2 separate regions of the Sus scrofa genome follow, and region 1 is linked to region 2. Evidence: chromatin contacts called from public Hi-C data. All regions are on one chromosome and are shown on one strand. The core of a region is the stretch at or near the end of the contact, and the rest is flanking DNA. Distances in the headings are between cores, read along the strand shown.

The links. A called contact is a pair of places that touch in the nucleus more often than the background predicts.
Region 1: a Hi-C map of liver shows a contact between it and region 2, with 4 times the contacts expected there. The contact joins the promoter of KLHL25 here to the enhancer-like site in region 2. A contact is called at or near these places in 1 of 5 promoter capture datasets (liver), 3 of 47 Hi-C or Micro-C datasets (liver and skeletal muscle) and 1 of 2 datasets of contacts at active chromatin or transcription factors (skeletal muscle).

What each region holds. Positions count from the first base shown.
Region 1 is chr7:88,289,616-88,293,302 of Sscrofa11.1, reverse strand. KLHL25 (kelch-like protein 25) reads left to right here and starts at 1,345. Exons shown (of 5, transcript XM_005666300.3): 1 at 1,345-1,531.
Region 2 is chr7:88,209,490-88,213,281 of Sscrofa11.1, reverse strand. It overlaps AKAP13 (A-kinase anchor protein 13), which reads right to left. Exons shown (of 38, transcript XM_021099912.1): 32 at 2,326-2,487; 33 at 1,808-1,878; 34 at 1,322-1,366. Among named protein-coding and RNA genes, the nearest start is that of KLHL25, 81 kb to the left of the region's middle. Within about 2 kb of position 2,316, at least 9 of the 83 cell types and tissues checked have an H3K27ac peak or open chromatin away from gene starts, as enhancers often do. A contact at or near this core is called in liver and skeletal muscle, where this site is marked.

The DNA of each region.
Region 1 (3,687 bases), core at 96-2,595, 81 kb before region 2:
TTGGCTAGCTTCTTACCTCTGGCCAAGATTGGTCTTGACCATTAGAATCCTCATATTAGAAAAAAAAAAAAAAAAAAAAGAGTCCTTGTATTTTACCCAAATGAAGATACAAATCTATACTGACCACTTACTAGATGCTGGGCCCAGTATATAAGCTCTCTCATCTAATCTTTACATAACCCTGAAAAATAGGTTCTAGAACCTTCCTTCCACCAGTAACAATCCAACACCCAGAGAGCCTGAGCACTCTGCCTTCAGTTCTAAACAGGTCTTGACAGGCAGAACTGGGATTTGAACTCTTTTCTCCACACCATACTGTTTCCCCCCAAATACCTGCCATCTTCCCTATCATTTTACAGCCTTTTAATCCCGGGATCTCTTCTGAACACTCTAAACAGCTTTCTGCCCAGGGGCTCTCCCGCCCAGTTTCCCTCAGCCAAAATCCTAGCCCTCATTCAATCTTTTGTGCAATCTCCCCTCCTCATAAACCTTCCTTGCACCTTCCGTCAGTGTGACCTCTGCTTCCTGGGAATTCTCTCCGCCCCCTTCTTGGCTCTTATAACACTTATCATAACACTCTACTTGACCAGGGCTTTTGTATCCTTAAGTGATCTACTTGAATTACCCATTTTCAATGGGAGAGAGGAAAGAAAGGACATTTATTGTGCACTTACTTTGTCATAGGAGTTTCTCTCCTTTAATTCTGGGAATATTCCTATGAGGATTTTTTACCTGTCATGTTAAAGGTGAAGAAGTTGAATACACAGCAACCTGGAGAAGTCAAGAATGAGAATATAGATCATTTTCCCCACTCTGAACCTAGGTCATTGCGCAGGCGCCCAGAAAATGTTTGTGGAATGAATGGATGAATGAATATTTGAAGGTCGGCTTACAAAAGGAACTCAGCGCGAAATGAGACTATTAGGAGAGCTGAAGTACCCTGAAAAATATATATTTCAAGTTCAGATGGGGTTCAGTGGCTGAAGAAAATCCCAAACAGTGCAACAACCCCAGAGTAAAAAGAAAAGGTTTCCTTAACACTTCCACAACTAAAAGTGTGTCGCAGACCGGGTACAGAAGAGGCATTTGCAATTCACAAAGTTCCATCCTTCGGAAAGCTCGAGAGAACACCGTTGGGTTTTGTTCGCAAACTTCGGCCGCGGGGGCGGGCAGACGCCTGTCTCTTTAAGAATCTGGTCGAAGTCCTTTTCCTCTCCCCGCCCCGCCTTTTCGCGGAGCCGGCGCAGCCCAGTGCCCACCCCTTTCTCCTCTTTCGGACTGAACTACGGGTTCGACAGGCCATCCATCACAGAGGCGCCGCCTCTGATTGGCTTCAGGCCGGGAGGCGGGGCGGGAAGGCCGGAGAAACTAGTTTGTCGGCGGCGCCGGAGCTGTACCGCAGCAGCGGCTACCTCCAAGGCTTCGGCGAGCCGGGGGAGGGGAGCGGCGGCGGCGGCGGCGCCGAGGGTTGCGGAGCCTCGCGCGGGCTGCTAGTGGCCTCTGAGCGCGGTGGACGGCGACCACCGGAGTAGTGAGTACCAGGGCTGTGCTGGGGACGCCGTCTTTGGGCCGGTCTAGCAGCGCGCCCGGCCGCTGGCATTGGCACTTGTCACTCCCCGACCCCCACCTCCCCCCACCCCGGTCCCAGGGGCGCGGGGTCCTGAGCGCCCTGCTTTGGGAGCCCCTGGCAAAGTGAGCCTCGCGGGACTGCGTGCCCCGGAACAGAGCAGCTGGGCTCAGGTCCCAGGAACCGCCTCAGGCACCTCGGGATACAGTGGGGGCTGGAGTTGGGGACAATGGTGGAGAGAGGGGGACTGTAGTCCGCCACCCCCTCCCCTACCCCGCTCCTCCCGCCTCCCTCGTGCCTGGGGACTCGGCGAGGGTATTTGCTGAAAGCTCCGAGCGAGGGAATGAATTGTTTTGCAAATGGATGTTGCGCGCGGGAGCTGCAACTCTTTCCCCTGGGAGTGCTTGATTCATTGAGTCCGCAGACTCTCTTTTGAAAAAATTACTATCGATCCTGGAAAGAGCAGGCTGCCTGTCTTTGAGTATTTGAGCGGGCCGGACAAAGTCCCCGCGCACTTGTCGCCGAGGGCCAGATGGCTGCCTGTCTCCTGCTGAGTGAGGGCCGAGGGGTTTAACTAGGGAAAGGTCGTCCACGAGAGCCCGAACCCCGAGGCCTCCACCTCTCTGCCCCGGCCGTTTCTGTCCCACCTGACAGGGCCCCTCCTCTCTGTTTAGAGAACTGGGGAGCAGCAGAGGAATGGTCACATGCTCTAAATCCTGCCCACCTGCCTCCCCACTCCCCACCCCGGGGTGGCTGCCACCCTAGAGCGCCAGAGCAAGCCTTCTCCGCCCCGGTTGCCCTGCTCACCCCATCTTTCCCAGGCTCCGCGACCCCACAGCACATAGGCACGCCCCCTCCTTTCCCCCCTTGTGGTTGCTTGAGGAGCTTTCCTGCTGGGAGACGTGCCCACAGGGGCACCGTACACTCTTTTTGTGCTGCTATTTCAAAGCCCCCAAAGTTCATTTCCACTATCTTTGAGCAGAGAAATCTTTATTCGAGATCTTAACAAAGGGATTGGGGTGGGGGCAGACCCAGGCGCCCCGCGGGTTTAATGCAGCAGGTTTAATGCGGGCGCTCTTGGTCCTGCTGGGTTGCATTAGGTAGGGGGAAGACTCCCTGAGCTTTGGCCCTTCCTGGTGACTCAGGGCAGGGAAGGCCAGGTGTCTGGGCCTTTTGGTTTCACTGTGGCTGCCTGAGGGAGGGAGGGAAGTTGCCATGGTACTGGAAGAGGATGAAGAAGCCCCACGGTCTTATCATGGGCCAGACTCTGATGACTGTGACTTGGGGTCGGGCTCTTGGGAACCCTGGGCTTAATCTCTCCCCATTCGCAGGTGGTACTGCTGCTCATTGAGCCAAGCTCTGCTGTTGGGATGGCCAGGGGATGTTGGAGGACGCTTGCATTTGAGGACTGGGGAGGAGTAGGACCCAAGGTTCACCCCAGCAGGGGCAGGTTTGGTGTCCTCCTAACACGGGGTCCTTGAGGCCCCAAACCATGCCTTTGGAGGATGACAGAGTCAGTCTTCTTCCAGGCCTGGCAGCTGTCTCAATCTTGAGTCATTCCCTTTGTCAGGAAGTGATTCCATGAAGGCTGTTAAAAAGGAAGGTAGAAATGGCAGAGACCTCCGTCCTGGGGCTCAGGCAGCAGCCAGATTTATGTTTGTGGTGCAGAGAGGGGAGCTGCGGGCAATTTGCACACTCCACGCCAGAGGCAGCTCCTACAGCCTGATGCCCCTTAATAGCATCTTAAACCTGCAGGGGCTTGATGTGGCAGAGGTGGGCAGGAAGGGAAGAAGACCATTACCCAAGCCTCAGCCTTCCTGGTCTGCTGGGAAAGTAGGCTTGGTTCTTGGCATTTATCACTGTGATGCATAAGGAGGGTCAGCGGGAGTGTCGTTTAGTGAATAGTTTTTCATTCATTCGTTGATTCATGGTTCGAAGGGTCTTAATTGGGACCCTGCCTTCAGGGAGCTCCAGGACCAGTGTGTTAGGGGCCCTGACACATCGAGGTGTGTGCACAGTACCCCAGTGACAAAGGCAGCAAGGGTAGCTGAGGGGGCCACAGGAGGGGCACGGATGGCGAAAGCTTCCTGGAGAGAGGATGCCTTGATTAAGTAAAGATG
Region 2 (3,792 bases), core at 1,067-3,566:
TATATCTCAGTTATAGAATGTTCGTTTTTTTCCTTTATATTATTGGGCATTTTTCATATTTTCTACCATGAACATGTATTCTTTTTCTAATACTTAAAACACACAAACTTAATTATCAGGCTTAGCCTTTCTGAGAATACTTTTTATTCCTCATTTAAGTTTATTCTTAATGAACAGAGAGAGAAATCACAGCAGATCAGCTGACTCTGGCTGAGCATCTGTGGTGTGTAATCCATACAGAAATGCCTGAAAACCACTGGTCTTGTACTATTTCTTACCTGACTCTTCTCACTAAATAAATATGGGAGGGAAAAGTTGGCAAGTGGAAAAATTAACCAAGAGCTACTACTTTTTAAGCGGCACCAGAGCCTGTGTGGAGCAGCTTTACTTCATTCAAGATGAAAACACTGAAAGGAGTTCCTTCAGGATACCACACTGTGCCCCAATGGGAACTCCACACATTTTTCAGCATGGCCCTGATATTTCCTCAGGATAGTTAGTGTGGACTAACATGTCAACAAACAGAAAACAACATCCTTTTGTGTTTTGGGGGAAAAAAGGCAAAGATTCCCTTAATTTGAAATTTCAAAACAAAGCTTCTTGGGGATTTAAGACATCATGTTAAAAGCATATTAAAAGCAGAGAGAAACACAGAGAACATCCTGAGAGGTACACCCCAGAGCACCACTGTCCTGCGTCCAATTCTAGCCTCCTGACTCAGTTACATGCTCAGAGTCAACTAAGTCTGGAGGCGGCAGTGCCTGCAGGAGGCTTCCTAAAAGGGACCCAAGGAGAGAGGGAGACCATGCAAGTCATGGGTTATCCCAGAGTCAGTGGAACTCAGCTGGAGGGGGGTGAAACACTGGCATGGCAACCTCCTCTCTGGCCAGGGGATGCCAAGGCTACCTTTTGAGTAAAAAGCAATGCTCAAAGAAGAAAACCCAACTTCAGCTGTAGGATAAGAAATTACTATGCAGAATTACCAAAAAGGTAATTTGCCAGGTTCTAGACCATGGCCTTCGGTGCCAGGCTTGCATTACAGCAAGGGTGGCTACAAATTCTACTCAGTGTGCATGGATGGGAGTGTCATAGCCCATGTTTAGAGAAAGCAAGGGGTTTCTCAAGGACAGAGAAGCAGAGGCCGTTTTAGTGGGCAGTACTCTGGCAAAATGACAAGTTGATGGCCTGGGGAAGGGAAACTGACAACTGCCCGGGTCACAGCCAAGAGCCAGCTTGCTCAACAGTCAAGTAGAAATGAGCATTCCTAACCTAACAATTATGACAAAAACATATTCTGTTAAATAGCTCATAACGTTCTTACCTCACTGTTTCTTTTAAGCATAAATACCACGTTAGCATTTCCACCCTATAAAACAAAAAAAGTACATTAAAAAAACCCCGAAGATTCTGAGGCAAAAATAACAGTCAGTGTGTCTGTTATGCTGTGACTTCCCATTTTTGTTCTTCTCTAGTAGCCTCTCACTGCAGGCCGAACTGTCATGGAGGCTTTGCCAAGGGTTCAGGTGGATGTGGGACATTTAAACAGCCTCTTAACAACACTGGTCCAGCCAGGGCAGTGGCAGAGCTGTGTGTGTCAACACTGTCCAAAGCCAGAGAGACTCAATGGCCAAGGGCGTGGGGCTCTTAATTGTACGGTTTGCTTAGATATGTGCTTTCCTCTTAAAGTGGGAAATGAAAACAGCAAATCAGACTGGACTAACAAAATCAGAATGGACTAATTTCAAAGATTATGAATTCAGAGGAAAGGCCAGGGAGGACTTAGAGAGTATATCTTAGAAAGAAATACCTTTTTCAAACCACTGTCCGATTCTGTTCTCCTAAGATCTTGGCCATCATCTCCCTCTTCCTTTTCACCACCTAGACAAACAAACAAGGTTTTTTGTTTTTTTTTTAATTTTTGTTTTTTAAGTTGTGAAACCAATTAGTCAAGAAAATACAATATACATAGCTCAAGGACAGAATATTTCTGATGTCTATTAATGCCAAAAAGGGGCAGGCCCTTGGTGGCAGCTGAGTGATTGTTAATGATTTCACTGATGCAGAACTAGAAGCAGAAAGAAACAAGTGTTACTTGGCTATAGCTTAGCAGAGATCCCAGGAAAATTTTTTATTACTCAAAATAAACATAACACTGGGAGAGGTGCCTGAGTGTTTTAGCAGCTAGATACTTACTAGGCTCTGACTAAAACATTTACTGACTGAGGGGGGGCAGAAGACAGAGGAAATGGTGCTACAGAGTACAGATCATGTTTAGCTTGATAGCCAAGGGCTGCCTGTAAGGGCAACGAATTCAAAACCACTGACCTTTTGAAGCATTCATCTGATGGCTGTCAAACCCTCCAAAGGTCTCTGCTCTCCGGGGCAGGGAAACAGGGCCCACCATGCCTTCTTGCTCAGTAGGGCTGCTCACAGTCTGCCCAAGGGTGCCTCCCAGGCTTCCACTCACCAAACTCTGAAGGATCTCCACTGGAAGAAAGGAAACACGCAAAACTGACATCTCCTTTTTCAATGAGAAATAGAAAATCTCGCGGTAATACATTATATGTACGGGGAATATGATCAGAACATTCCAAAGTGACTACGGGATTTCCTTTATTCAGACAAAGCTGTCAGCTCAGGATATGTGTTTTAGTTGGATCTACTGGAAATGCAGAGATCAGTCAAGTGAAAAAAAAAAAAAAGAATATATATATATATATGAGACCTAGGAAACTGGAAAGGGTACAGGGAAGGCAGAGTAATTTATTGGAAAGCTCCTGGCTCCTAGAATCAGATCCAAAGTAGCTAAACGGAATTCCCTAGGAAGTTAGGTGAGCCAATTTGAGACCAACAGCTAAAACTGCCAAAGTTGTCACCCCTCCCATAGATAGAACAGTCTAAGCATCTGAATTCTCAAAGTCTTTTCTAGAGCAGCAATGTCCCACAGAAAGGAGAGAGTGCTGAAACTAGAATAAAAACTGAGCAGGAGAGAAACAACAGAGATGAAGGAAAAAAAAGGTCCAGATGGAATAAGGGAGGAAACAGAGGTAGGGAATCTCCTAAGATGAGTCATTGCATTTTCTAGAAACATTGAAAACAATAGAAGAGTCTAGTGAAGTGAAAAAACCTCATGTGAGCCTAATAACTGGAGAAATTTATTTCACACAAAAATCGGCAACAGAGAAACAGCAAAGTCAAATCCTACACAAAGTTAAGAAAAGAGGGAGCAAGAGAAAGATCAAGAGGCACAACTTCCCTACACATGATCAAAGCACATCAGAAGGACATGTCTGTAAAATAAGTGCGCTAATAACATGAGAAAATGACATAGACATGAAAGAACCTAAGTCAGAATCAGAAAACACAGAAAGGAGGCAGCAAAACTCAGTGGAAACCAAAGGAAAAAATATATTCCTTTAGAAATGAAAACTAAACTAGAATATGAGAGCAAATAAACCCAAAAGAAAATGACCTAAGAAAATAGGTGAAAGAAAGACTATTTAAACATTAAAAAGATGAAGATATAAAAAGTATTATGGGAAAGCAGCAAGTACTGAAGACAGGCAAAGATGACCCAACACATGAATAGTGGGAGTTCATGAAGAAAATCAAAGCCAGGGAAGAAGAAAAATTCTAAAAAATTGTAATTTAAGAAGACTTTTCTGAAATCTGAAAAATCTGAAATGACATATCAAAATAGAACACTGTGAACCTGAGAACATCAACCCAGAATATCCAAAACCAAGGCATATTCTAGACAAACTACTTGGATTTAGGGGAAAAAAATCCTTT